Linked DNA regions of Mus musculus: all the other regions are linked to region 1. A link is a contact called in public Hi-C and promoter capture Hi-C data. All regions are on one chromosome and are shown on one strand. The core of a region is the stretch at or near the end of the contact, and the rest is flanking DNA. Distances in the headings are between cores, read along the strand shown.

What was found. Promoter capture Hi-C pulls out the DNA fragments that hold promoters and counts their contacts. Hi-C and Micro-C count contacts between places; a contact is called where the count stands out from the background.
Region 2: a Hi-C map of pre-megakaryocyte-erythroid progenitors shows a contact between it and region 1, with 10 times the contacts expected there. The contact joins the promoter of Shld2 here to the promoter of Polr3a in region 1. A contact is called at or near these places in 2 of 484 Hi-C or Micro-C datasets (CD8 T cells and pre-megakaryocyte-erythroid progenitors).
Region 3: a promoter capture Hi-C map of pre-B cells shows a contact between it and region 1. The contact joins the promoter of Mapk8 here to the promoter of Polr3a in region 1. A contact is called at or near these places in 1 of 39 promoter capture datasets (pre-B cells) and 1 of 484 Hi-C or Micro-C datasets (CD4 T cells).
Region 4: a Hi-C map of the G1E-ER4 cell line shows a contact between it and region 1, with 8 times the contacts expected there. The contact joins the promoter of Actr8 here to the promoter of Polr3a in region 1. A contact is called at or near these places in 2 of 39 promoter capture datasets (the HPC-7 cell line and embryonic stem cells) and 5 of 484 Hi-C or Micro-C datasets (CD8 T cells, the G1E-ER4 cell line and memory CD8 T cells).

The regions. Positions count from the first base shown.
Region 1 is chr14:24,483,812-24,491,352 of GRCm38.p6, reverse strand. It overlaps Polr3a (polymerase (RNA) III (DNA directed) polypeptide A), which reads left to right and starts at 4,295. Exons shown (of 31, transcript NM_001081247.2): 1 at 4,295-4,480; 2 at 6,831-6,966; 3 at 7,098-7,235. The coding sequence starts at 4,437. It overlaps Rps24 (ribosomal protein S24), which reads right to left and starts at 675. Exons shown (of 6, transcript NM_011297.3): 1 at 595-675. The coding sequence starts at 597.
Region 2 is chr14:34,307,891-34,315,431 of GRCm38.p6, reverse strand. Shld2 (shieldin complex subunit 2) reads left to right here and starts at 4,915. Exons shown (of 10, transcript NM_001360074.1): 1 at 4,915-5,265; 2 at 6,338-6,392. Glud1 (glutamate dehydrogenase 1) reads right to left here and starts at 4,705. Exons shown (of 13, transcript NM_008133.4): 1 at 4,090-4,705. The coding sequence starts at 4,534.
Region 3 is chr14:33,443,219-33,450,759 of GRCm38.p6, reverse strand. It overlaps Mapk8 (mitogen-activated protein kinase 8), which reads left to right and starts at 3,602. Exons shown (of 12, transcript NM_001310454.1): 1 at 3,602-3,745.
Region 4 is chr14:29,974,070-29,981,610 of GRCm38.p6, reverse strand. Actr8 (ARP8 actin-related protein 8) reads right to left here and starts at 3,274. Exons shown (of 13, transcript NM_027493.3): 1 at 3,023-3,274. The coding sequence starts at 3,145. Selenok (selenoprotein K) reads right to left here. Exons shown (of 5, transcript NM_019979.2): 5 at 6,537-7,135. The coding sequence ends at 7,132.

The DNA of each region.
Region 1 (7,541 bases), core at 3,046-5,545:
AGGACTTCGCCAACTTCTTCCCTAATTAGAGTAAGTACCGCAGTAGCTGGCATTCAGCGAGCTTAAACAGACACGAAAATTAGCAGAGATCAACTCAAATCGGCAGCTTGCACATGGCTGCTTGCCTTCCGAGCTCGACTCGAGGAATCGGGATTAAGTCACCTCGATAGCACCATGCACGAGTCAAAGAACAGCCCGCGCGTGGCGGAAGGCTCAGTCCTCCGCCTCAGAGAAGTGGACAAGGCCACTTTTTGGCGGTCCCCGAGGCACCCAAGTTCTGCTCCACCGCTCAGTCCGCTGGCCCAAGAGCCGGAGGCGCCTTCGTCACCTTGGCCCGCCAGCGCCCGCCTCACTCGTGCCCCTGAAGCTCCACAGGGGTTTCCATAGCCGAGGCCCGGGAGCCCAAAGCCCGGCGTGTTCCGGACGGCGGTGCCGGACAGCCGCGACTCGGCGACCCCGGGCGACCGGCCTCCGTGAGGCAGGCCGGAGCAGAGTAAGTGGGCCCCGGATGGCTGCAGCTCTAGTGGGGTCCCCGAACAGGCAGGGATGGCGCGGATAAGCGACGGATAGTGCTGAGAGCCCGAGGAGACTCACCATGATGGCTACGGCGCCGGAGCTGGAGAGGAGGAAAAGAGGACCGCTCACTGCCGACCAATCATATCAACGCGCAAGGAAGGACCCCAGCGCGGGGGCGTGGCTAAGGCCTTGGGGTAGACTACAGCAATGCCTGACCGAAAGTACTTGAAGCCACGCCTCGCTAGCCCTTAGCCACGCCCCAGACCTGGGCTCTGGCTGGCCTGAATTGGATCCACTCAAATTGATGTATGGTTACACAATCGCGTGTATATTTCCCATTCCCTTCTTTTCCGTCCTGCATTTGTATTTTGTTGTTTTCTGAAACAGGAGTTCACTATATAGCCCTGGCTGCCCTGAAACTATCGCTGTAGATCACGCTGACCTCGAATTCAAGAGAACGGCCTGCTTCTGCCTCCCAGGCACGTTGGATTTGAGAAATGTGCGCTACTTCACCCAGTAAAGTTCGCTTTCAATGTCATTTGTTTAAATCGGCGGTTCTCAGCCAAAGGGTCACGACCCTTTTGCAAGGGTTGCCCAAAACCATCAGGAAACAGATATTTACATTACAAGTCAAAATCACAGCAAATTAATTACAATTAAGTAATTACAATTAAGTAGCAACGAGAATAATTTTATTTTTTAAGTATTTATTTATTTATTTTTGGGTTTTTTGAGACAGGGTTTCTCTGTGCTGTCCTGGAACTCACTCTGTAGACCAGGCTGGCCTTGAACTCAGAAATCCGCCTGCCTTTGCCTCCCAAGTGCTGGGATTAAAGGCGTGCGCCACCACTGCCCGGCAGGAATAATTTTATAGTCAAGAGTTAACACAATATGAGGAACTGTAGTAAGAGGCCGCAGCGTTAGCAAGGCTAAGAACCACTAGTTTAAATCTTAGAGGCAGGTAGTTGGTTTAAATTGTTTCCACTAAGCAGGGCCTAAGAGGTAGAGGAAGGCAGATCTCTGAGTTTGAGGCCTACAAAGAGTTTTGGGTCAATCAGGGTTGCACAGTGAGACGCTGACTCAAGAATAAAATAAAGTGCCGGGCGGGCGTGGTGGCACATGCCTTTAATCCCAGCACTCGGGAGGCAGAGGCAGGTGGATTTCTGAGTTTGAGGCCAGCCTGGCCTACAAAGTGAGTTCCAGGACAGCCAGGACTACACAGAGAAACCCTGTCTCGAGAAACCAAAAAAAAAAAAAGAATAAAATAAAGTAAAACTTGTCTCCAAAAAAGTTCATCTTGAAGGCATTTAAGAAAGCCATTGGGGTCGGGGTGGGGTGGGGGCTTTGATCAGGGCGTAAAGTAAATAAATTAATTAATGAGAAAAAAAAGGCCTTTCAGTCAGCATCCCTGCTTTACACCAGGGAAATAGCAGAAACCTTAACTACTCACCCCTATTGCATTGACGTGACACCACGAGTTGCTAGTGACTTTTTCATAAGGTTTTTCGTGTGTGAGGCTTTAGGTTCTTTAAAACCAGACCTTCGAAGCCCATGCAAGGTCTTGAAAAATCCATTGCATTGCCAAGAATGATCCTGAATTCCTGATCTTTCTGCCTTCACCTCCCAAGTGGGGCACCACACCTAGCAGTTTATTGGATTGGAAGGGAGGATTGTGGCTCTTTTGGCTTTGAGACTTTCTGAGAGTCTTTTAAAAACTTGTGAGTTTTTAAAAGACTGGTTTTTATCCAGCCAGCCTGGATGACATGGCTGGATCCTGGCTCCAGTTAAAATTTTAAAAGAACTGAGGATGTAGGTCCACTCAGTGGCGGAACACTGTCTAATATGCAAAGGCTCTGGGTACAATCTACATTGTTCAGTATGCAATGGCTCTGAGTTCAATGCCCAGCTCTGGATGGAGAAAAAAAAAAAAAAGAAAGAAACTATCTATTTGAACCAGCTGTGGTGGCATACACCTATGAATGACCACACCAATCTGTGAAGTTAAATAAGAGGATTAGCCAAGAACTTGAGGCTATCCTGGGCTACAAAGCAAGCACCAACATACCAACTAGGGTTACATAGAGAGAACCTATCTCAAAATATATTTTGGGTTTTTTTTTGTATGTGTGTGAATCTCTGATCTGACACAAAATAAGCTTTTAATATTGCCTGAACCAGAAGTTAATGCTTTGCATAAAGTGGAGCAAACATGAATTAACAGCATTATTCCAAGGGAAATACCCGAGTACAGGGCTTAGTGTGCAGAGGAGACCAACCTGCACTTCTGCCTGCACACACACAAACACACACAAGTATGTTAAGTCCCCAAAGCAGGCCCCCAAACGGCAGTGCTGACGGCACTATTTTAAAGTGATGGTCTGGACCCCACCAGACCTTGCTAGGAAACAGACTTAAAGCATTTCTCAGAAGCCCTTAACAGCTGGCTGAAGGCTCCTGGCTGTATCTGTCAGTCTCCTCCCTGCCCAACAGAGTTCTCATGCTAACCACCGGGATTTTCTGAGCTGGCCCCACTCCAGCCATATAAGTCCCTAAAACCTAGCAAGGCTTTGCTGCTGGGAGCTGTCTTCTACTGTTCTTAGTGGTGGCCTGGCAGTTGGTTTTGTTTTGTTTTGTTTTGTTTTGTTTTTGAGACAGGGTTTCTCTGTGTAGCCCTGGCTGTCCTGGAACTCACTCTGTAGACCAGGCTGGCCTCGAACTCAGAAATCCACCTGCCTCTGCCTCCCGAGTGCTGGAATTAAAGGCGTGCGCCACCACGCCCGGCTTCTGGCAGTTTTTAATAGACCGTTCTTTCTCTCCTTGGAGAGCTGAAGGGTTGGGTGGGTTTTTGTTGCATCTATTTACAAAACACACAATTCAAAACGAACCATACATATATATTACATATGCTGTGTAAGAATAAGCGTGTTTATATGTGTTTGTATATATGTTTGTACACAAGTATGTAAATAGATATGTAAATTTACTTATTTATACCAGGTGGGATGTAACTGAGCACTGAGAGTATGGAGACAGGATGGCAAATTCAGTACCCGTCGGGACTATATATGGAGAGCCTTTCTCAGGAAACAACAACAACAACAACAACACACACACACACACACACACACACACACACGCGCGCGCCGGTCCTTGTTTGATTTTTTTTTCTATTTGATGTAACTTTTTGACCTTGAGATTTAAAAAAAAAAAAACAAAACTGCGGGGCGTGGTGGCGCATGCCTTTAATCCCAGCACTCGGGAGGCAGAGGCAGGCAGATTTCTGAGTTTGAGGCCAGCCTGGTCTACAGAGCGAGTTCCAGGACAGCCAGGGCTGCACAGAGAAACCCTGCCTTGAAAAACAAAAAAACAAAAAAACAAAAAAACAAAAAACAAAAAACAAAAAACAAAAAAAAAAAACAAACAAAAAAAGCGGTCCATCCGTCTCTTCTGCTGTTTTTTTGTTTTTGTTTTTGTTTTTGAGACAGGGTTTCTCTGTGTAGCCCTGGCTGTCCTGGAACTCGCTCTGTAGACCAGGCTGGCCTCGAGCTCAGAAATCCGCCTGCCTCTGCCTCCCAAGTGCCGGGATTAAAGGCGTGCGCCACCACGCCCGGCCTCTTCTGCTGTTTTGAGAAACCCACCTGAAAAAGCCATTTTCCCCCACTGATCTGCGCGGCCTAGGTGCATTTTCGTGAAGGAGCCGCTAGATGGCGATCTAGAAGGAGGGCTCAAAGCAGCGTCTGCCAAGCCTCTCTTCATAAAGTCCGGCGGCGGAAGAGGAAGCGGCACGTGCGGCGCTCTACGGTGGCCGGGGAGGCTGCTGCAGCTTCCTTACTCCTAAATACCTAAGCACCCCGGGAAGGTGCGGCGACAGTGGTTTTTGTAGTCGCAGCTCCGAGAAGGGCGTCCGGCCAGCCGGCACCATGGTGAAGGAGCAGTTCCGCGAGACGGATGTGGCTAAGAAAATGTAAGGACGCCCCCGAAGGGGTGGGGGTGAGGTGGAGGCTGAGGTCCCGGGTCCCAGAGTGTCCCAGGAGAGGGACAGTTGTTAAGGGAGCGAAGAAAAAAGTTCCAGGATGGGATTTCAGATCCTGGGGTGGGGGGTGGGGGATCCGTGAGGTATAGCGGGGAAAGTGCAATGGACGGAACAGTGTCAGAACGGGCATTCTGGGCGAAGATGCCACCTCCTGAATCCCTGCGCTGATTACTCTCAGCGGACCTCTTCCTCTGGCACGAGGACACAGTTGTGTGCTGACTCAAGGTTGTCAGCTAGAAAGTGGCAGGCTCAGAAACCAAGCTGCTCTTCTGGGCTCTCTGTTTCAAAGCTTAATTATTAAGCCCTGGTTGTTTGATTTTTTTTTTTTTTGGCGGGGGGGGGGGAGGCTAAGGCGGATCTTTTTGCTTCTTCAACTTACATAAGAGAATGTACTGAGGACAGTGTTGTGCACTAAAGGTCCCGCAGAATGCAGTCTTTCTGCTTGGTCTGTTGTAGAGTAGACAAATCAGCCATGATTGTGGCAAATGCAACGACCAGCAGAGAGGAGACTGAGAGCACCAAGTAATGAATAAGTCTGGGCTCGGTGCAGACCAGGCTCCTTTTAAAACACGTACTGGAGGGACAAGGTAGACTGATAGACGTGAAGCAGGGGACTTACACTATGTGAGTCTTGCAAGGCGTGTCAGACTTTTGGAGTGTTTGGCCAGGACAGAGTTTGAGGCCATGGCAGGGATCTAGACTGGCAATGATGGTGACTTGAGCTGGGTCCAGGGCTCTGAGGTGGATGTGGGGACTTTGGAGAGAAGTGAACTTAAAGGGGCATAGGGCATAAAATGGAAGAGAGAAGCAGAGACAGAGGTAAGAAAAATGAGACTGGAGGAACTCTGTGTTACTGTTCACTGGGACAGGTGTCACCTGGGTGACCTCCGACTGTTCTCAGTCCACCATCTCAGTCCTTCACACGCACCCTATTCACATGAAAGGATCCTCACACAGCAGCCCAGGGATGCAGAGCCACAAGCCAATAGTTATGCCACTCAGGCCAAGGCAGGCAGTCAGGAGTTTGAAGCTAGCCCAAGCTACAGAGCAAGACCCTTCATTTCAGATGCAAACTAGATCTCTGTCACCTGGATCTTCCAGCAGCTCTTGGTAATGCTGACACTTGATTCCCTCCTAAATCCCAAGCCCTGGCCCCTGCAGGCCTTACTGGGCTCATCTTGTACCCTTAGCTGTCTGTGCCGCTTGCCTGTGATTCTCTGGTGATGCCCAGTGCCTGTGGGCCAAGGAATCTTTACCTTCTGCTTCCTATCTTCATTCTCCTATTTGCTCTGTCTGACTTAGAATTCAGCTGGAAGATCACCTTTGCAGAGAGGTGTTCTGACCAGACCCTGGTGTCCCATCAGACTGTACCATCATCCCATGTTATTTTAATTCTCTCTATCTTTTATGAACAGTTAGTGCTCCTACCCCAACTCCAAACAGATAAAGTCTTTTATTCAAAGCAGCACAGTATCTCTAGATGAACTCTTTGTCCATGTAAGTTGTTACTTGCTTGTGTTTCTTAGAAAATGGCAAAGGGGAGGAAGCCTGCACACGTTTGATCTAGATGTAACTTTTCAGATATTCTGAGTTGGAGATGCCCATGCCCAGTCAACTAGAGGTGGCTGACGTAAAGAGATTTCGAAGACGTCTATATATACAAACAAAGGGCATCCCTGGGAGGATTGTGCAATGAAGAGGAGGAAGGGTGGCACCCAGAATGGTGGGGGGGGGGGGTGTCCAATATGCAAATGATAGCAGTGGAAGAAGATACCTCAAAAGACCCAAAAGGACTAAATGAAGACAGTAAAGGAGAGTATAGGCCGGGTGGTGGTGGAGCACGCCTTTAATTCCAGCACTTGGGAGGCAGAGGCAGGCGGATTTCTGAGTTCGAGGCCAGCCTAGACTATAGGCTACACAGAGAAACCCTGCCTCAACCCTCCTCCTCCCCCCAAAAAGGAGAATATACTGAGAGGAGAGGGGCACTGAAGGTGTAGGGAACCTGAAAGCAGAGATAAGGAAGCAAGTCCAGACTGAGAAAGATAGGTTCATCACTAGCTTGCCCACCAAGGGAGTGACCTTGAGAGCAATAACGTCTCATGAGGGAAAATTGAAACTCTTTCCCGTAGGATAAAGGGTTGAAGACCCAGTTACTAAACTCTGTCTGGGTCTGGTGGAACGAGCCTGTCCAGGAGTCAGAGGGCAGGGTGGTTTTGGTTGTGTCCATGTGTGCCTAGATCCATGGGCTTTGATACCTTTCTCTGGTTTGTTCCCACTGCAGAAGCCATATCTGTTTTGGAATGAAGTCCCCTGAGGAGATGCGCCAGCAGGCACATATCCAGGTTGTCAGTAAGAACCTGTACAGCCAAGACAACAACCACGCCCCCTTGTTGTATGGAGTGCTTGACCATAGAATGGTAAGGCCCTGTCCCTCCCAGTGTTCCACAGTTGACACGTGAAATCGTTGGTCCCAGCTGGCTGTGAGTTAGGAAGATTGGGCCCCTTTCTTGTGCTCTCCACCAATGGCTGGGTGTTCTTTCCTCCAAAGGGTACGAGCGAAAAAGATCGTCCTTGTGAGACCTGTGGGAAGAACTTGGCGGACTGTCTCGGCCACTATGGCTACATTGATCTCGAGCTACCGTGCTTTCATGTCGGGTACTTCAGGGCTGTCATTGGTATCTTACAGGTGAGCGAGGGGTCAGGGACACTGGAGGGAACCCAGGAACTGTGGCTGAGGAGGGGTATATCCAGAAGTTTCTATACTGTGCCCATAGTATTGCAATCTTGCATTATGTTAAATTCCTTACAGATTCTCTAATGTTCTGTTTCCCTTGAGAAAGCAATAGCTGCAGAAGAGATGGCTTACTGGGTAAGGCGTTTGGTGCTAGTCTGAGCACCTGAGTCACTTGCCAGGTCCCGCGCTGTTGAAGGAGAGAGCTGACTCCTAATGTCCTCTGATCTTCACACATAAGCTGTAGCTCACACTGAAATA
Region 2 (7,541 bases), core at 3,666-6,165, 9.8 Mb before region 1:
CCTCTGGTTCAGTAATATGCTATCATGCCTTATAGAACTTAAATACCTTACATATAACTAAGGATTCAACTAGGGAAGTTTCTTTCCCCAAGGAGGGGCATACCATCCCCCAGGCACAAAGATGAGCTTACCATGCAGCTAGCTTTCTGAACCTCTCATTATCATTTCATCTTTTGTCTTTTTGAGGACCCAGGATCACTGTGTAGTCCTGGCTGGCCTGAAAATCTCTAAAGACTAGCAGAACATTAAACTAAGAGTTCTTTCTCCTTCTGTTCTTAACATCTGCAACATTAGTGGATAAAATCTGATTTTCTCAGAATTTAAATGATTACAGTGGTAAATTCAATTTCTTCTGGTCTTAAGCCAAAAATCTCACCTGTTCAGTTCTTTCATGGGCCTATTAATCATTACCCACTTTTCTGAAGTTATGTGCACTGGTGCTTAGTTTCCGATTATGACTTGCAGATTCTACACGGTGTGCTGAGACACCCATAACTACTAGTTAAGTGTCAATGCTTACAGAATGGGAGAAGGGAAATATGTAGTATACACTGTGGCAGGTTTCAGAGCTCTTCATTTGTTTGCACATAAGGACTGGGGACACATGGCTTTTACGAAATGACATGTCTGTATAAAGACAAACAATTCTGCATTTAACTAAAATGTATTACAAACACTACTTCACAGCTGAGTGCTAAAGGATCTATGAATTATATGGCTTATAAAACAAGTTAACTTTTGTATTGCATTTCGTAGCAGCAAAACACAGTTACACAAGATACTCATCTAATGATTTGAGGAAGTTCTAACACAGGAGAAAGAACCACTAACGGGAAAACTTTAACTAAATATGAGATGAAGACACTGAGGGGCAAGATAGAAAACAAAGAAAGTGGCTCCTATAGTCAGTTGATCGCTAAACCCTTTTTTTTTTTTTTTTTTGGTTTTCGAGACAGGGTTTCTCTGTGTAGCCCTGGCTGTCCTCAAACTCAGAAATCCGCCTGCCTCTGCCTCCCGAGTGCTGGGACTAAAGGCATGCGCCACCACGCCCAGCTCCCTTCTGAACCTTTTTAACTTTTCACCGTATGTGTCTGAATGCTTTGCCTGTATGAATATACATCCGTGCACGATGCCTGAGGAGGGCAGAGCAGGCACAGCTCCACTGGCCCTGGAGTTCTGGATGGCTCTGCATCACCACTGGGTGCTAGGAATCAAATCCACAAGAGCAGCCTATGCCCTAACCACAGTGCTCTCTCCAGCCCCTCCCTACACTGAATTCTAAGAACTTTACACTAAAACTGGTAGCAGAACAATCTGTTGAGAAAGTTGTTCTCTTCAGAACAGATGCTTCAGGAGAGACACATACAAATGGAGAGGTGAGGGAAGGCACCCACCACAAACACAGATTTACCCTAGCAAACAACTGGATGACAGATGATGTACCCAGAATATCATGTCCACCGGGAACAATCTCTGCTGTGTTTGAAAACATGTCAGAACCTTTGAACAAATCTTGTCAAATCAATTGTTTATTACAGTATCCATCTTTGCTACAAAAATAGATTTTTTGTTTTTTGTTTTTTTTTGAGACAGGATCTTATCTATGTAGTCCAGGCTGGCACTGAATTTCAGATTTTCCTGTGTTACAGAAAATCAGGTACGCATATGGCCATACCGGGCTACTGACAGAATCCAGGCTTTGAGTTCCAGCTCTTATCTAAGTCTCTGGTCCTCTGTAAATCCTTACCAGAGGCAAATCTAGTAGCCTCAGTTAAATATGACTTAGGAAAAAAAAAATCACAAAACCAAGTTTTATTAAATATTTACTTGAAATAAAGTACTCACCAGCACTTCCAGGTGGTCTTTACTTTAAACTATCTCTTTTCACTATAGATTAGACTATTGTATTGATTCAGTACAGGATTTATTCCTGTTTTTTGAGATAGGGTCTAACTGAGTGGCTCAGCTCTCAGAGCTAGGATTGCAGCAAGTCACCAGACCTGGTTCAGCCTCGAGGGCTTTATTTTAGGAAACTCAGGTGTAAGGTCGCTGTGGAGGAAAGGTTAGATAGAGAGGGCTCAAGGCTGGGAAAGGGATGTCAAGGAACAGATGAGGTCTCTCGTAATAAACACTGGGAGAGCCGATGAGGCAGGAGGATCAAGAACAAAATTCCCAAAACACTATGAGAAGACAATTCACTTAGGCATGGGACAGGGGGCGAAGAGGCAGTGTGATGTTAAATAAATGTAATGGTTTACTTTGTAGAACGTTACTTTATCTTGCTGTATCATCATGCAATGCTGTTACTGTTAACTAACTACAAACGGGTTTCTCTATTTCTGCTCTGTTCACTCCACTTTGAGCAAGTGCTTTGGTTACTGTGATCTGGTAAGGCTGATGATATTTGTTGCTAGGCTCAATATTTTGCTATTAAAACTTCTGTGACAAGAGCACTTAAAATAATAAAACTACGGCAAACTCAAATTGCTTTAATGACTAACAAGACAGAAAAAACCCACCAAATCACAGGATGCACACCCTCTGTAAAGACAAGGACAGTTTAGCATTTGCAATACAATGCCTCTGGCTCGACAGACATCCTTGTTTGTTCTGGAGGGGGGTAGAATTTGAGTTCCCGGCTTGTGGGGGAAGGAGGGAGGGAGGGAGGGAGGGAGGGAGGGAGGGAGGGAGGGAGGGAAGGAAGAAAGAGGAAGGTGAGGTGTAGGAGAATGACTACCCCTTTTATATAATTTTGAGCTGCATGGGAAATCAGAGGTCAAAGTGGTTCCAATGGCTTCTAGCAGAGGGAACTACAGGGCTAAGGGACAATTAGGCTCCAAAGGGAGATCCTAGACTTGGGTAGACTCAATGCGAATTTGGTAAATCATTAAACCTTTTGCCACAACCTTTGTTCCACCACTGGGAACACCATCACAGCCCCAGTTTTTCCAGTGCAGAAACATTTCTATAGTTTTTAGTCAGCTGGTAGTAAAAAGACTACTGGACAGAACCGAGGCAGACAAAGGTCTAGTCCTGCAATTCTCAACCTGTGGGTCCCCCGTAACCCCTGAAGGGGTTGCATATCAAATATCCTGCCTATTAGATATTTACATAACTACTCCTAACAGTAGCAAAATTACAGTTATGAAGTTGCAATGAAATGAATCACTGTTCTAGTCTAACCTCTGCTCACTTGCCAATTCAACCTCCATCAAGACTCCTACTCAATACATTAAGTTTAAGCAACAGAAAAAAGGTGGTTTTTCTTTTAATAGTCTTTTTTTTTTTTAAAGCACCTTTAACGCTGTATGATTGTGTACTGTAGTGGAGAGAAAATGAAAAACGTATTTTTCTTCCCTAAAAAAAGGCTGTAAGCCAATCTACACACATCCCAAAAGTTTAAACCACAGGATACCCTGGTAACTACCAAATCTAACTGATTCAACTCCCTAAGGACTCTACCTTTTGCCTAGGCTCAATTCTGGTACTAGCCAGGACAAGAACACACCCCCAGGGCTATTTCATTCTATTGGCTGGCAGGCAGTTCTGTAGTCTACACCCTTTAGATTTAATGTCAGGTCGCCCTGTTTGTCAGAGACCTTACTCTGCTCGATATTTTACATTTTCCAAGGGGAGAAAAGAGGCACAACACAAAAAGCCATCAGTGTAAAATTATAATAATTTAGAAGATTAGTAAGCTGCGCTGGTTAATCAAACTTTCAAGATTCCAACTCCAAAAAGAAGATAATTTTTCTCTGTTCTTGTATCGTCGGCTGCTGGCGTTAAGGGTTCACGGTCTATGACATGACAGGCACCGAGGCTAAAGAAAAGCTGTACAGTGTCCTCAGTGAAGTCAGCATCAACACAAGCAGAGGCTTGGGGTGAAGACTTGCCCAGTAAAAAGGCTGGCATATTACGTGGTAGTTTTAGGGCGGAAAAAAAAAATCAGTATCCTCTAAGGCTGCCACACCCGAGGCGGGGGAGCCCGAAGCGGGGCACGGCCTGCAGAACTGGGCTGGGCCGAGTAGCGGCCCGGGCTACGGGAGTCTGGAGGGGAGGGAGGACAGAAAGGGGCCGGAGGGCGCTCACCTCCCTTGCAGGGCGTGCGGTGCTGGCTGTGCTGGGCCCGGTAGCCTTCGATGACCTCCCAGGAGCCGTCGTCGCGCCGGATGGGGAAGGAGAGGCTCAACACATGGTTGCAGGGCTTGATGATCCTCAGGATGCCGCGCACCCGGTTCCGCTTCTGCTCCTCGCTCTCCCGGGTCTTCAGGTCTTCCACCAGCTTGTCCTCTACGATGCTGGCGCCGCGGTCGAAGAAGCCCTCCACCATCTTGAAGAAGTTGGGGTCGTCTTCGCGGTCGGCGGCCGCTTCGCTGTAGTGGCGCCGGGCGACCGGCGTGAGCCCGGGTTGCGGGGCGGCGGAGGGCTGTCCGCGGGCCCAGCCCAGCAGCGCGGCTGAGTCTGCAGCCGCAGAGCCCAGGGCAGCGGGCCCGGCGCGGGACAGCAGCAGCGCTTCGCCCAGACGGCGGTACATGGCGGCGGCGGCGGGCTGAGGCGAGTGCGGCGGGAGCTGTAAAGACCGGAGCTCGCAGGCCTGGACCGCGGGGAGGAAGGGCTGGGCGCGAGCTGCCCTTTTAAGCCGCGGCTTCCTGCTTGTCTGGCTGTCCCCTCCCCTGCGCCGCTTGTCGCCCCACCGGGAGGACGGACTTCGGCGGCCGCGCGCCGCCCAGGGCGCTGGGCCTCGCCTCCGCCGCGGCCTTGCCCGGCCTCCAGGCGGCGGCGCGTGCGGCTGCGGCGGCGGGGGGCGCGCCTTTGCAGATGGGCTTGGTGCGCATGCTCGCGGGCGGGGGCGGGGCTAGCGTGGACGCGCGCGGGCTGCGGCCCGGAGGCCTGGGCTCCTGAGAGCGGTCGGACGCGGCCGCGGCCCGGAAGGTCGGTCCCGTGTGCACGCGCGGCGGCCTGGGAGGTGGAAGCGGACTGCAGGGAGGCCTCGCTGGCTGGCCAGCAGCCCCGGCCGCATGAGTCACCAGGCCCCTCCTTTCCGCCTTGGGCCGGAACGGTGTGCGGATCCGCTGCGCGGCCGGCCGGAGAGTGACGCCGCGCCGAAGCCGAAGAGGCGCGGGGCAAATCCCGACTCATCCCGAATCCGACTGTTGAGGAACCGGGAAAGCAAGAAGCCTCAGGACAGGAGGGAGGCCCTGACCCCACAGGCCTTTACTTTGCACAAGGTTTTAATTTGTTGTAGGCAACTTCAGCGATTTTGAGGTAAAACAGTTATGCAAAGCATTGTTGACTCTTTCGCGTGCCACTTTATTTTACCTTTTTTTTTTTTTGAAAAGTCAGGGCCCCTGTAGCCCAGGCTTGCCCAGAACTCATGGGAACTTGCCTGCTTCTGCTCCCCCAGCCCACTCCCCTGAGTGCTAGGATTACAGGCTTGAGTCAGCACACCCGCACATAGTTGTAACTCCACCATTGACTGAGTGTGTGCCCCTCTTTTGGAATCACGTCCTAAAGTAAACTAGAAATATAATGTCTCAGTATATATATTTAATTTCTGCGACTCACTTTATGGATCAGGCTGGCCTTGTCTGAGTGCCTGAGTGCTTAGATTAAAGGAATGTGACATCCTGTGTGTGTGTGTGTGTGTATATACACACACACATATATATACACACATATATATACATATATATATACATACACATATTATTTAAATGGTCTAGGATCTGATTACTAAGTTATAATTTTCACAATGGTAGCCAGGCTTGAGTGCTACACTCTGGGAACCCCAGAACCTGAGAGGTGGGGGCAGGAGGATAGAGTTTGATTCCAGCCTGGGCAACATGAGATACTCATTTTTCTCAAACAAAGCTACAAGAAAATCCAGTTGAACACACACACACACACACACTAACATCCTTTAAGTCAAGCTACCTATCACGTGCCACATTACTAGTAAAATCACCCCAGAGTGCCTTGGCGATTTTGTAAACCCTTGGACTTTGTGACACTATTCATCTCTTACATGACTTTATTCATCTACTAAGCATGAAAGAGAAATTCTTAGTTCTTAAAATGTTTTGTACACGTGAAGTGACAACCTAGACCAGTTAAGTTGCATTCATTTATCTCAGCGAACTCTAAAGCAATATTGAGCTTTCCTTCCCAGTGACTTATATCTTATCTTATTTGCTGAGTGATAACCGTTAACTGTATTTATTATGTATTAATATTAATTACATCAATATAAACAGTGGTTGATATAATAAAATATAGTTATATTTGTAATAAACAATAAATGATAACCATTAATTATATTTGTATTGTGTTTTTTTAGCAAAAAAGATTCTCCGGCCTGCAGCATGATTTTGGCTTGATGTGAAAAGATTAAGGTACCAAATTTCCTTTTCACTTGATAATATTATCACTCTATGATTTTATATTACACAAAACAAAACATTCTACCTAGAACCTAAAGTTTCAAAAGAATAAGACTCCCAAATCCTGAGGTTTAAGCATTAGCCTGACTAGTGTCTGTGAGCACATGGAAGCATATCTTTTGATATATTGTTGTTTTGAAACAAGAGTCTCACATTATAGCCAGGCGTGTCTGTAGCTCACTGTGTAGCTCAGTGGGATTGCCTGTTAAACTACCATATCAATTTTCTTTACTGATAGTCATAGCCTTAAAAAATGTTTAATAGCTGGGCGTGGTGGCTCACACCTTTCATCCCAGCACTTGGGAGGCAGAGGCAGGCGGATTTCTGAGTTCGAGGCCAGCCTGGTCTACAAAGTGAGTTCCAGGACAGCCAGGGCTACACAGAGAAACCCTGTCTCGAAAAAACAAACAAACAAACAAAAAACAAGAAATAAGTTTAATATTACTTTTTCTATGCTTTAGTTACCTAAATTGAAGACATTTTTCGAAGGGAGAAGAAATATAAAGAAATATAACTGTAGAAGTTATTTTATTTAAAAAAAATTCATATCTCTTGTGTGTTAGTATGTTAAAAATAGATAAGGTCTATGGTGCTGTCTGTAATCTCAGCACAGGAGGAATCAGGCTGAAGCAGGAGGATTGCCATGAATTTAGGCCACAACATTCATGTCACATAATGAACTCAATAGCCAGAAGGACACTGTCTTAAGGGGAGGAAGGGAGGAAGCAAACAAACTTAGAACTCTGAGAACCTGAGAATATAGTTTTTTATTAAAACATTTTAGTAATGTTTTAACATTACATGCAAGTTACACAAAATATAACATTACATGCAAGTTACACAAAATCTAACAATCTAATGTTTTAACATTACATGCAAGTTACACAAAATCTAACAATCTAATGTTTTAACATTACATGCAAGTTACACAAAATCTAACAATCTAATGTTTTAACATTACGTGCAAGTTACACAAAATCTTGGTAGGTTTTAAAAATTAGAGTGAGCAGGCATGTTAGCACATGCCCATGCTCTTTGGCAGAGTCAGGGTGATCTCTGATTTGGATTGGAGCCTGGGTTATATAGTGAGGAACCCTCCCC
Region 3 (7,541 bases), core at 2,353-4,852, 9.0 Mb before region 1:
GCCACATTGGGAAGAGGAACAAAGGTTCAGTGAGCCCCTTCCCACTGGCATGAGGTTTAGGTTGAAATAGAAAGCAAGAGGTAAATGTAACTAAGCAGTGTTGGCCAATCAAGGTCTGGTCCTGCTCATCACTTGTCCCATCACCCATCCTTGTCTGGCTCCAATCTTCCTTGTAAAAATGGCCTGACATGTACTCAGAACTGTGTGAAATCTTCCCTGGGGGACAAGTTTCTCCTCTGACTAGCACCAGCCTTCAGTCTATTCCTTTCCCAGCATGTGATTCTTGGGGACATTCCAGTCCTGGGGACTAACTGTCTCAATAGTCTGATTGCCACAGGGAGGAACACAGGGTTTCTTTTTGGATTATCTCTGTTCCTGCCAGGATGTTACAGCATCACCAGAAACTGTCCTCTCCCTATCCATCATCATGGACCGTCTGTCTTTTAAGTATCCACTGCAGTGTAGAATGCCTTGGGTTCTGTATGGAACACTCACCTGCTCCAGTGTAGCTGTCACTTATTAAAGAGAGTCGCACTTGAAAGGCTCATAACTCTTCTTTTTGCCTTTTCCCATATCCTTAAACCTTAATCTCTTCTAACCACTTCTCAGACATACAAGCTATGGAGCAGGGAAGGCTGGCCAGTGATGTCAACCTTTTTCCTAGAATAAATTCTGTATGCTTTTTAGTAAGAAAGACAAAGAAAGCCAGGCGATGGTGGCACACGCCTTTAATCCCAGCACTTGGGAGGCAGAGGCAGGTGGATTTCTGAGTTTGAGGCCAGCCTGGTCTACAGAGTGAGTTCCAGGACAGCCAGGCCTACACAGAGAAACCCTGTCTCGTAAAAAAACAAAACAAAACAAAACAAAACAACCAAAAAAAAAAAACAAAAACAAAAAAAGAGAAATACATAACTGAGTATCATTCATCTTGGTTATCCTACTGTATTAGAGAACAATTTGTCTTCTCACCTCTGCTCTCCTGAAGGCTCTGTGTCTTTTCATTAGCATCAGAGGGCCTCCGGGATCATCTCTGAGTTGGGGAGGTGAGGCAAATCCTGTTCTATTACAGGGCCCTGGCAATGAGACAGTAGGCACATGTATCATACCTGCTTGCTGAGGGCCTCAAAATCCTGCCTCCCACAGACAAGGGTTCTTTAACTGGGTGTTAGAAGCTCCTGTCACTTACTGGCACCATAAAGAACAGTTTCAAAACCAACCTCTAATTGAGGTACTTTTGGCAAAAGCTAGAAATTCATAGGCATCCTTCTGCCAAGGGTTATTGATAGAATGCATGCTTGCCCATCTGGTAGGAATTGCAGTTTGGCATCTCAAGGATAAGGAGAGATTTGCCAATGGAACAGACAGGGGAAGCCATAACAGTGGGTCTTCCCTAAAGTCATCCGAAGGAAAAGGCCAGGAAGAGGGTAGAGTGGTAATTTTATGGGGGAGGGGGGAGAGTGTTCTGCCCCACTCTATCCCATATAGCTCCTGAGTAAGCAACACAGAAACATCAGACTTTATTAACAAACTGCTGGCACTGTGCAGGACAGGTTCTGAGCTTTTCCAACCCCCACCGTTAGGATATTAATAATAAGGTAAATGCCCTGTCACCTGCCATCTGAGTCTGGTTCTGCTCCATGTCTGTCCTCAGCTTCTCTTGGCCATGTGCTCATGGTCCATCCTGACTCATGGCGACCTCCTTCTTCCCTCTCCTCTGTCCTCCTCTTGGTCTCTACTTGAGATCCACTCACTCTCTCTGAAGTCCTGCCTTCCTCTGTCCCCTGCCCAGACACAAGCTCTAGCCTTTTATTCACCAATCAGAGATTACTGGGGAGCATTCTTGACAGCACAATGCCCACTTTCAGACTGCAGCCTGATCTTGGGGTGCAGAACTCAGCATCTGAATACACAGTGCACAAGACCAACCCCAACAAAAGGGTGCTGTCTTTGCCACCACAGGGGATCTATACATGTCCTGCAGTACCTTTGACCTATGAACTATAAGTAGAAACATACTCTGGAAGAGAAGAAAGTTTTTAGTAAGAATTGTAGAGGGAGAAGAGGCCCACCTTGAGAGATCAAGAAAAGCATTCTGTGATAAGAGGTTTGTTTGTTTGTTTTTTGTCAAGATGTCAGTACAATCATGCTCTCCACTGCTGAAGACATACCAGGGCCTTCCCATTACACCTGTAATAAAAACACCTCCAACACAGGATTTTGTTTTTATCAGTCTTCTCATTTTGCAATGTCTTCTTTGGTGTCCCAATAGAGCTGGCCTGTCTTCAGTTTTCCCAGTCTACCCCGTTCTGGAACTCCTTGTTCGCACATCAAGTTAACTCGGACATAATCCCTGGTCAAACCTGTTCTCAAATTAGGAGGCAGCTCCTTAGAGAAGGCTTTCCTGGCCTTATTAATACATTGGTTCCTTTCATAGTTGGATGTGTCCTTAATTTGCATTTTAGTGTCGATTTGATTTGGTGTATAGTTTATTATCTTGATACCACAAGAATTCTCTATAAGTTCTACTTATTGCTAGTGCTAGTACACTGCCTTTAAGAGAATAGGCAAGCAATAAAATATTTACTGGAGAAATAAGAAATTAAAATTAAAAAATTGCTGAGAGATAAAATGGGGGGAGAATAAATGAATGAGTGCTCACATTTGCTTCATGATAGCATCCCTGGAGAAAGACCATTTTAACATGTAATGGGAACAGTCTACCTGAATTTACTCAATACATATTTGTATATTTTGGAAATCACAGTATACTACACAGGTGTAAGAGAGACTGCCCTTTATTTCCTACTGTCAAAGCAATTGTCATACTTTTTTTCCAAGTTTAATATACTGTGCATGTAATATATTTTATATAAACGTAGAATCATTCTATATGTATGTGTTGCTTCTTTCTCTTAGTGATATTCTCCGTTGTTGGCGAGAATGCCTTTGAACTCTTTAAAGTGCTAAATATATTTTGCCTCATGAATGATAGTGATTTAAATACCTTTCCATCCATTGTCGAGGCTCGTCAGTTTATCCGTGAATAGTTAATATTTGCGAGAGCCGCAAGGACTTGCAGGTAAATCAGGTAAGGCAAAAAATCTGGAGCAGGAGGGTTTGGGGGGTAAAAGGAGGTAACTTCTTCCAGGGAGCTAGAGAACATCTACTCCTTGGTGGGTGGTAGGCCCTTGAAGAGTATCTGTCAAACCAGGACTCTCCGTGGTTCAGGTGTGTGCCCTGGCACGCGTGCCTGACCTTCAAACACTAACCCCTCCTCCCCGCGAGGCTAGCAACCATGCAGGCTTAAGCTATGACTGGTGTTTCGCCGCCACGCGCCGCCACGTGCCATCGCAGACCCGCCCCCTGCTGCTCCCGGCCCCGCCCCTCACACGCGGCCGCCCAGACGCTGCTCGCGGCCCCGCCCTCAGGGGAAAACCTCCGCTACTGCAGCCCGCCCCCCAGTGTAGCCACGCCCAAGTCGCGGGGCCACGCCCTCGTAATCCGGGCCCCCGGGGCTGGCCCGCCCCTAGGCCGCTCGCCGGCGCGGAGGCGGGGCCCTGCGCGATGACGTGGGCGGGCGTGCGCGTTGACGGCCCGCGTCTCTGTTAGTCAGCGGAGCGGCCGAGGCCGGACGTTGCGGCCGAAACGCGGAGCCGCGAACAGGATTGAGTAGCGGCCGCGGCCACCGCAGGACGGCGCCGTTCTCCGCTACGGGCTTCCAGGTCGCCGTTGGCTGCACTGCCGGGTGAGTGCGCGGGCGCCGCGGCTCGGGCGGCCGCCGCTTTTCCCCGGCCGTGACCCCCTCCCGGGAACGCGCGCGGGGCGGGGGCGGCGCGGGAACAATAGCGCGGGCGGCGGGGGCAGCGGGGGGCGTGGTCCACTCCGCGCGACCTGGCTTCACCGCTCCGGCCGGCTTCCACGTCGCGCGGGGGGAAATGGAGCGGGTGGGCGGCAAGTTCGGAGGTGCTCCCGCGGAGGTCGGGCCGACGCGACCGTGCATACGTCTCCCGCACCCACGGGGAGCGTGTTTTGACTGTGGGCGGTTTCTTTGTGCGGACGTGAGTGCCGCGACGCCGAGAAGAGCCGGGTGGCCGCGAGCGCGCCGGCCTGCGGGCCGCGCCTTGAGAGGGGCGCCTGCCGCTGACCTTTTGACTTTCCCCCGCCGCTGTCCCTTTGTCTTGCGCTTGGGTTCCTAGTCCAGACAAGGTAGAACCAAGTCCATTGTAAAGTACCGTAAGGAACGCATTACATTGTTATTCCCGAAAGTTTCCCATCCCACCGGGAATTTAATATCATGTTGACTGCACAGTGTCCGGTAGTTTCTATTTTTACTTCTGAAATTAAGTGATCTTTTCAGTAGAATTCTGGTCTGCCGGTCTATTGTGTTTTGAGATCAGCTTCCACCAAGTACCTGGTCAGTTAGAACATGTTTATTTCATTCATTCATTTGGCAACAGTTAGTGCTGTATCCAGGTGGAGAAGATGTGAAGGCCAAGAGAAAGACCCTTAAAAATTAGGGTAGTATGGAACAGAATAGATGTGCCTTTAAATGAGACGATTATGTAAGGGATGTATGTTAAGTAAGGTATTTGGCTCATTTGACTGGAACTTCCAAGGATAGTGTTAGGAAGAATATCCAGGTTTGGCTTAAATATACTACCTTTATTCTTAAATCCCACCCCCCCCTTGTCAATTTTCGTATCATTGGTAATGGTTACTTCAGTTCTCTTATTGAGGCTGTTAAACTTGGAAGGTTTACTTCTGTGTCTGACGAAGTAATCAAAATGGTACTTAGAGGCCTATTTTGCATCATTTCCCCATCACCAAGCATGGAAGTCATACTCATTGGGTTGATTGAAAGACTTTTATAGACAAAAATTTAAAATAAAGCCTTAAATTCTCCACGAAGTTTCAGATGTGTCACATACCACTCTCAGTTGGCTAGATCATAAATTAATAGAGGATGTTACCTGTTAAAGACCACCAAAGGGTTTGGAATCACTTTTTCACTTCTAGGTTAACTATTCCTGATTTTTTTCTATATAGTTAATAAAATAGAGGATTATGGCTTGTGTGTATAGTCATAAAAAGTTGAGTAGCCATACTTAAAAGTCAGAGATGCTCCAAACTCTCCAAATGAAACACTTACAGTGTCTTGTAGATAAAGGGGATTTACTTGGTACTCTGTCATCAAAGTTGAGAACTTTGTCCACTTCTAGTATTTTAGGTAAGAGCTTTCTCTAGTCATGTATGAATACACCCAGACACAACAGTGATGTTTCATTAAGAATCTAGCATGATTGCATTTATCTCCCTTAAAAAAACTTATGACGGTGGGTGTGCCTGCATGATGTTTTTGTGGGGTGGGGTCACACATGCCACTGTGTGCATGTGAAAGCCTAAGAGCAACTGTGTGGGCTTCATTCTCTTCTTCCACCTTTCTGTGGGGTCTGGACATGGAACTGGGTTCCCCTGCTTCCAGGAACCTTTACCCAGTGAGCCATATTTATCTTTTTGTGACTATTATTTCACAAGGGTTTCGATGATTTAAGTTTGAAAATCAACATGTAAATGTATCTTACAAATATTTCTAGTAGTTCAGCGCTGCTTAATTTCTTTAGAGGTGCTTACTAGAAAGGTTAAATCTTAACTTGTATTTAACCAACTCACAAAGCATATGGGTTTAAAAATCCAAGTTTTGGTGCATTTCCACTATTTGAAAAGTATCTTTTCAGTATGAAAGTAGTTCAGATGAACTTATTTACTGGTAAGATAGGAATGAAAAAAAATAAGAACATGACTTTGTTACTATAAGATATAGATCTTGAGACAGCAAACTTTTATTGCTTTATCTTGTTAAATATATTGGGTTCTGGAAGGGACTCCAGAATTAAGAAATTATTTGAGTGATTCAGACTCTACAAAGGTTCAGTTAGGTTGTTTTCTAAATTCTGTTGTTTAAACAGCTTTTTTTTTTTTGATACTTAATTCACATAAAAGAGTTACCCTTATAGAGTATACTTTTTAGTGGTTTATTTGTTAATTATGCATTCATCACTACTATACTATTCTGGGTCATCATTTTGCACAAAGAACCCCCACCCCTTTTAAAAATAATCTGTCTGGTGTTTGAAAGGAACAGAATATGTTACCTTAGTGAGTTTTATCAGCATGACAGACTAGGAAACTATATGCTTCCTGCTCCTTGTAATCCTGAGAGAAGTTAGCTGGAAAGGGATTAGTGTAAGAGTAAACTGAGGCACAAATGGTGGCGCATGCTGTAATCCCAGGATTTGGGAGTCCAAGGCAAGATGAGTTTGAGACTGTTCTGGGTCCCAAGCTAAAGAATAAATTGTACCAAAATGAATACAGTTAGGATCATAATCCATGACCAGTATTATGGAAATAGGCTGGAGAAGATGCTAGATGGCAGTGAAAGAGTAATTTGTTGTTAATAACTAGCTGTAAACCATCCTAGTGGTATCGAGGGGTTGCTGAATAGGAGCCAGCTTCTTGTTGCTTTGCTTTGCCTGTCACTTGACAAATTTGAGTCATCTCCATACTTGAGATACTTTACCTCAGGTGTAGAAGTATGTCTGACTTAGGAGTCAGTTCTCTAGATGACTGGTCAAGTCAGTGGTATGGATTTCTGACTGATGTAGGACAAGGAAGTCACAACCTGGAGCTTTACACATGAATCACTTGCTCTTTGAATTGTGATGCTTGTTGTCTCAGTCCTGATCACGGCCTAACCATTCAGGAGCTATGCATTCCTACCCTAATGCAGCTCTGGTTCAGGATTCAGAGTTCACTAACAGGTGACAGGAGTACTGACATGAGTCATCCTGCCATTCAGAGCAGTAGGTGTGCCTAAGATAGTCCAGGAACCTCTGCTTCCTTGTAGTTTGTCTTTAGAAGTGTGGCATCTGCTCTGCAAGTTCTTCGTTGGAGTTGTTGAGTGACTGGAAAACTTCAGGCAAGAGAAGTAAGAATCAGAGAAAATTATTAATTTGTTTCTTATCAGACTTATGCAACGGTTTTTGATAAAAGCTAGATTTTTTTTTCTTGGAGTGGCAAATTCTATTTGCTTCAGAGCACCATGCCTTCTGATGACATACTCTTCCAAGACTATGGAAGATGGGAAAATGGGAAATTCATTATTCCAAGAAGCTTATGGGTTTAAGGCATGGTTACATAGTGAATTATGTTCCTTTAAAGGACAGGAAAAGCCTCACCCTACCAAAGCCTGCTGCAGATCTCTGAACACTTTCGGGGTGTGTGTGTGTTGGGGGTGGGGGGCCTTTGAGAAATTTTTTGCCATTTTCTGTATGATGTAAGTTATATCACAAATAGAACAAATAGCCTACATCTCCTGTTACATCTTCAGCAATATCAGATTTGGTTAAAATTTGCCAAGTTTTTAAAAAAGTTTAGGAACCAAAACATAGGAGGTGGCTAGCATGTCTTTAGGATCATCTCTGAGTCCCACTCCATATTCCACATGTAACTAATTTTGTGACATAGCTAGTTCAGGTTATGCA
Region 4 (7,541 bases), core at 2,025-4,524, 5.5 Mb before region 1:
CCTCCAGTTGTTTAGACCCAGAAGCTCCAGGCAGCTTAGGGGTTGGCTAGCTGAGACAGCTTCTGCGATGACTAATACGATCATTCAAGTTTGCTTGAGGAGTTCAAGGGAGAAAATAACATCAGCACAGTCCTGCTTCACAATGCTGGAAGCAATATTCATCAACACGGGCTTGTCACCTAGGTTCTCTGCCTGCTGTCTGCCTGATCTGGCAAGAGCCTGGGGTTCAAAGTCAGAGTTCGCAACTGTCCTGGTACGTCAGCACAGTGAAGGAAAACTGATGACGAGAACAAATCCAAAGGAGTAAGGCAATGGCTGTGGCTTGGACAGAACAGCTATTTTAAGTCTATAACTTTCATGGGGGAAGAATTCAAGCTCGATTGGGAAAACTTCTGCCCGCCACCCCCCAAACTTGTTGAGGCATTCAAAGTTTCAGCAAGAGTATGGGAAGGAGACTTTGGCCATGCCTCTGTAAGCAGGGAATCTGGAACAGGCAGACAGCTCAAGAGTAAAGAACATTGCTCTTGCAGAAAACTGGTTCCCAGCACTGACATCAGGCAGCGCACTACCACTTACTCCAACTTCATGAATCTGATGCCCTCTTCTGGGCTCCATGGGTACTGCACTAACATGTGTACACACCCCCACCCCCACAGAGTTTCTATTAAAAGAAAACAAGACCACAATTGAGATCCACAATCCCAGCCCAAGTCCTCGGTACCTCCTTTACGCTGACCTCGCCGCGTAAGTTTCTCTCACAACATTTCTGTGGCTCACAAATACAAAGGCTTAAACTGCTCCATCCAGCCCTTGTTCTAGAATGGTTGTCCTTTCAGTCTACCAAACCCTCTCAACCCAGACCCCAAGTTCTGCTTTACACATGTGCCACTCTGCACAGCTTCAATCCAGACTTCTGCTGATGACAAAACTCAACAACTCTGGAGCATTCAGCAACGCAGCTCCCTCTGCTGGCAAGGTTCTCTCCTTCAGCTCCATCTAACTCCTCCCCTCAGGAATGAATTAAACATCACCCAGAGTAAGTGTGATGGTCCCTTCATTATATGATCGTAGAGCCTTCCTCCTTTCCAGGACGTACAACAAACCCTAGTGAAGAGGGCGTGTCTGTCTTGTTTCCTACCCAGTCTCAGTACATGCTGTCAGTGTCACTGTGCTATGGAGGACATCTGCCAATCGAAAGGGCAAAACACATGAGGGACACCTGGACGTTATCAAAAACCCACGGGCTTCAGTATATACGTGAACGAAGAACATCTAGAGAAGCCGGGTGTGGTGGCGCATGCCTTTAATCCCAGCACTTGGGAGGCAGAGGCAGGCAGATTTCTGAGTTCCAGGCCAGCCTGGTCTACAGAGTGAGTTTCCAGGACAGCCAGTGCGATACAGAGAAACCCTGTCTCGAAAAAACAAACAAACAAATAAACAAACAAACAAGAAAGAAAGAATAGAAAATGCAGTTAAGTATGGACAATTTTTATTTTAGTAATTATGTATTTTAATGTGTTAGGAAAGAAACCTAGTAGTATGCCCCACTCATCATTTCCTGGAAATTATTCATTCCTTAACCCAAGACTGAGAAACGTCCATGAAGCACAAGTGCCCCAGAGGGTATGGGATAGTCAAAGCACGTGACGAGACTCACTGGAGTGTAGAAAAGGGACCGGAAGATATGCTATAAATTCAGCCTGCCACTTGCTCTGATGCAGCCCCCTACACCTCATCAAGTTCTTGTGAGGATGCCAGAGTTAGTCAGGCAGCCTGGATGTAGAACTGTCGGCCTTAGAGAACGCTAACTGTTCAATCTGAAATCCACCATAAAACTGTAAACCTGGACGTGCTTAAAACAGTAAGGTTTTGTTTTTTCCTTTTTATTGGTAACTCAGCTGAGTGGCTCTCAAGTGTAAGCTCTGCAAACGAAAACGTTGTAGCACAACGCCATCAAGTTAGCGTCCCACTCCAAAATTCTCCACTAGCTTCGATGAAGACGCTGGGTTACGAGCTTGTGTGGACACTGAAAATCTCTACCGTCTTTCTCTATTCTAAACAGCTATGTCTCCAATCCTTCACATCCTCTCCAGATCCAAGTCTCTCTTCCCCAGAACCTTCCTAACGCTGCAACCTTTTAACACAGCTCCTAATGTTGTGGTAACCCCCAACCATAAAATTATTTTGTTGCTACTTCGTAACTGTAATTCTGCTACTGTTACGAATCATAATATAAATCTCTGATATGCAACCCCCAAAGGGCTTACGACCCACAGGTTGAGAAATGCAGATAAACCTGGCATAGCTCTAAAACCATTCTAACCTCACCCTAAATCTCTAGCCTCCTGGGACCTCTGCCCTCCTGTCGAGGCTGGAAGAGAGACATTGTGGGTCCTCTGAACTAGCCTATCCCACACACCACACTATGCATTTTACTGCAGCCCTACCAGTTAGATATTTCAACCCACCTATGGGAGAGGAAGAAGGTTCTGAAATGGTCCACAGGAAATCCTCAACGGCCGATCCTTCCCTATTTCTTCTGGGAGCTGTGCACTGCCGTGGCCCATTTCCCTATAGGAATTTATTTCCTTTACTTATCAGTAAGCCCTGGTGAGTGAGAGTGTGAGCCATGCTGCTCCAAGTTGTTTACTTAAACTTGTGCTGTTATTGCCATATTATTCATGTCTATTTAAGGAAAGGCTACCTTTTTCCTGCTTTTAAACGTGAAATGACTTGCACTGTGAGATTTGCAAACAAAGAAACTGGTTAGAGCCCTAACCATCCCTGAATATCTGCTGGCGTCCCTGAGAGCCAGGCCGTTGCTAAATCGTGACGTCTTATAGCTGAGACCTGGAGGCTGTGCACCGCGGCCTTGGCTTTGCCCTGCACCGCGCTACTTTGCACAAGGAACCTATGGGAGGGGACCCGGATGCTTCCGGCTCCGCCCGGACCCTGGGCTCCGGCCAGCAGCAGAGGCCCAGGCTAGCAGTGGTCTAACCAAGGCCAGCCCCCTGCACCTCACCTCCTGCAGCGACTCGGGGACCAACGCGGGTACGATGGGCCGCTTCACGCCGCGCTGCTCCTTCTCCTTCTCCCCGCCCTTCTCCTTCCCGTTCTCCGCGTCCCCCTTCTCGGCTTGGGTCATCTCTGCCACCGTGGACCACCACCAGCCCCGGGGCTCTGGGACACCGACGCCACAGCAGTCAGAGGAGAACCATTGCGCAGGCGCGGCGTCCCCTGGCTGCCCACAGTCAAAATGGCCGCCACCGGCGTCGCCCCTAGAGAATTCTGGGAACGTGGAGGGCATGACAGGGTTGGAGTTTTGGTTTTTCCTTTTTTTTTTTTTTTTTTTTTTTGTTTTTGTTTTTGTTTTGTTTTTGGTGATGATGGGGATTGAACCCAGGCACCATTGAATAGTGAGCATGTTCCTATTACCAATGAGCTACATCTCCAGTGTAATACAGTTAATCAATTAAATTTATTTTTAGCCCTGGCTAGCCTGGAACTTCCTATTTAGACTCACAGAAGTTAAAGGCTTAAGCTATCTCACTTAACCCTAATAAATTGAGTGCTCCGCGCGAGTCTGAGGTTCATCAGTCTCATTTTGACTCCACAGGTCTTCACTCAGAGGTTCCATAATATTGCTAGTTCTCAGTTCGTTGGTCCTGCTCAGATCGGCCTCTGATTGGGTTCTTTGGGACTCGGTCTCTTCTTGACATATTCCTTGAGTAACTTATTTGAACTTCATGCCTTTACCCATTTGATACCTATACATAAGATTTCTACAAATCATTGCAAAGTTAAGATTAAATACAGATTTGGTTTTTTGTCTTTTATTTTGAGACAGAGTTTCTCTATGAAGCCCTGGCTGAACCTGGATCTTACTTTGTAGTCCAGGCTGGCCTCGGACTCACAGAGACCCTCTTGCCTCTGGCCCCAAGTGCTGGGATTAAAGGTATGTGTTACCACCTCCTGGCAAATATGTAATTCCTAATTCCCATTCACCATAGGAGGTGGGACAGGGCATGACAAGCCCCCAACAATAAATCAGATATGTAATTTGGCTGCTCACCCAAGCCATCACAAATAGTCAAGTGACTAAAATTATCTTGAATTCATTCACTTTTTTTGAATGTGTTGTTACTTAGCCAACTCCCGCTGGATGACAACAGCAGCCTCTAAGATGGGGTTCCTGTCTAGTCCAGTTCCTGATCATCTATCCCTACAGCTGCTCAGCGTTTTACTGCAAACTAGTCTGTTGTGGCAGCGTATACATGCCATTCCAACACTCAGGAGGATTGCCTCAGTTTATGGCCAACCACCTCCAAGACTTTACTTGATCTAATGCTCATCATTTGTGTGTGTGTGCGTGCGTGCGTGTGCTGTATGCCCACAGAGCCAGAGAACATCAGGTTGTCCTCATTTATTGCACCACAATACTTCTTTGAAACAGGATTTCTCAATAACCTAGAGCTCAGCTGATAGGCATTGAGCCACGAGATCCCGTCTCTATCTGACACCTGGGGTTACAGGTGAGCACAAGGTATTGGCCAAGCCTTGTTCTATGAGTGCTTTGATCTGAATTCAAGTCCTCAAGAGAGCACATCTTATGCTCGTACCTACTGAGCAAGCCTGGACCACCCACCCCCCTCCCATACCTGTGGTCTATGAAGCTATATTTGATCTTGTTTTGTGTGTGTGTGTATACATTCTTGCATAAGGTGCATATGTGGAGGTGAGAGGATAACTCTAAGAAGTTCTTTCTCCCACACAGGTCCTAGGAGTAGGGTCAGTTAGGCTTGGCAGCCAATGTCAAAGCTTGGCTTTATCACCAGCCCACATACCTAATTTCCAGTGTGGTGTCTGGCTGGATTGATTTAGCTCTCCCCACCCCTGCTCCAGGGTGTCATTTCATTATGGTTCCTTAGACCTAGGGGCCGTTGGTGTGCAGTTGTTTTGTCTATGCACTTTCTCCAACGCTACAATGAAGCTCCACGAGAAGTGTGCTTCTGTAAGCCTCAGAAGACGGCGAGAACACAGGAGTCAAATGACCTGAGCTGGATGTGGGGAGCGTCCCTGGGATCCCATGAAACTGAGATGGGCAAGAGCATTTTGAGTTCAAGGTCAGTTTGGACTGCATGCGACTGTCTCAGTAAGCCAACACAAAGTCCAGTTTAGCACAGTCCATCTTTATTTTTCAAGACAGGGTTTCTCTGTGTAGCCCTGGCTGTCCTGGAACTCACTTTGTAAACCAGGCTGGCCTCGAACTCAGAGATCCACCTGCTGCTGCCTCCCGAGTGCTGGGATTAAAGGCGTGCGCCACCACTGCCAGGCTTTGGTCTACCCTTCCTGATTTCCTTTCATAAGTGACAAAGCATGACTCAAAATTATAAGCTACTGGATAAAGGCAAGTTTCAAATACAGGATATACCAGAGGACAGGTCCTGTGTTACAGGCTCCAGTACTCAAGTGCAGAACAAATCTGCTAAATATGAGTTGCATGCAGGGACTGTGGGGTCCTGAGAGAGGAAGTCAGAACTAGCAGCAATCCTGACAGTCAGAAAAGGCTCTTAGATCCCAAGCACAGAGAAGCTACTGCTTACACTAAGTCACCTTCAAAGGCCATGCTCTTCTTACTACAATATTTCTGCCACTCACAGCCACACAATCTAGGATGCTGTGGAGCTCTAAGCCCTCACGTTTATTCGTATAATTTAAGAATCAACTAAAAACATAAAAGAGGTTGAGTATAACTGAGTGTAGAACTGTTCTTACTCCAAAACTTACACTTTTCTTTCTCTTTCAACACCAGTAGCTTGTGATACTACATCCCCATTTCTGATAAGTAGATATAAATAGCTTTCACCTAAAAACTTGGTTTCAGCCTTTGTACACTGGCATATACTGTTATTACTTTTATAATATTCCAGGGCCTATTTTATGTAGTCACCGTCCACAAGACTAGGGTAAGCTAAGCAAGCTGCGGCTCGCACATGCGTAACCTTAGTACCCCGGAGGCAGGCAGGCAGCGCTCAGGCTCCAGTTCAAGGCCAGCCTGGGCTATAGTTTGCTTTTGTTAGTTTTTCAGAACTTAGAAGTCCCTGGGAAGAGGAACCTCAGTTGAGAAGATGCCTTTATCACACAGCCTATAGAGAAGTCTGTAGGGCATTTTCTTGATGGATTGTTGTGTGAGGACCACTGTGGGTAGTGCCACCCTGAAGGTGGTCTTGGGTTGTACAACGTAACAAGTTGAGCAAGCACTGAGAACAAGCCAGTAAGCAGTGTTCCCCATGGTCTCTGCCCTAACTTCCCTCCGCGATGGACTGTGAGCTATAAGATAGCAAAAACAGAAACAAAACCCCTTTCCTCCCCAAGTTCCCTTCGGTCATAGTCTTTGTCACAGCAATAAAGACAGCAGTGAAGTCCATGGGTTTCAAGACTGGGGAGCATACAGTCAGTCATTTCAAGCTCATTTCTGATGACTGTGGCCTTATAAATATCCTGACGGTGTTATCTAATAGTAAATCAGACAACATGCATTTACAAAGTAAGTATATTAAAGATTAAAAATTCAAAAGCAAATTTACATGTACTACTGAAATAATTATGTTTTGGTTTATTTATAAATGAGAGCAAAGTAACAGTGAGCAGTATTTCAAAAGCTGAGAAAAGGCAAAATTAACAGAACTATATACACTGGAGAAGGGGGTGATGGCTTGGAAAAGCCAGACAAAAACAAAACCAATCAAACAAAACCAACCAAACAAAACTCCAGGACTAAATACATGGCCTTTATTTCTTCCGGATCAAAGATTTTGGGTATGATCATATAAAGACGAACAATTAAGTTTTGCAACCTAGAAATATTTACTTCTTAAAACTATATTAATACTTTAGTAAACTATACAAAAAAAAGATAAGGAGACAAACATGTACATTTATAGAACTGCGTATCAGTCAGGCTAGATCCTGCAGAGGGAATTCCCAGCATGACCTCATTCATCTGTGGGGACACAGAGCAATCCTTGTTTGGACATACACCATCTTCTCCTGCACGAGCCGCTCTTCACCGCTTGATGGCTTCCTTCTACACGTGTGTATGTCTAGTTGTCTGCTTCTCAGAGCAGACATTTACCTAAAAGAGGTTAACAGAATTAGCTCCTGCTTATTAAACTGGATCTCTCTCTCTCTCTCTCTCCCCCCTCTCTTTCTCTCTCTCTGGCATGTGTATATCAGCATTAAATTCTTGAGGGGTAGAAACAGTGAAGAGAGCTGGCCATGAAGCCAAGGAGGTCCAAGGAGGTAAAACAAATCTTTTCTCAACTGATATTTTAATAATAAAGTCAATAAACTTCCAAGAATTAAGATATATCTTGGGCTGGAGAGATGGCTCAGCAGTTAAGAGCACTGACTGCTCTCCCCGAGGTCCTGAGTTCAAATCCCAGCAACCACATGGTGGATCACAACCATTCGTAATGATGCCCTCTTCCAGAGTGTCTGAAGACGGCTACAGTGTACTTACATATAATAAATAAATAAAT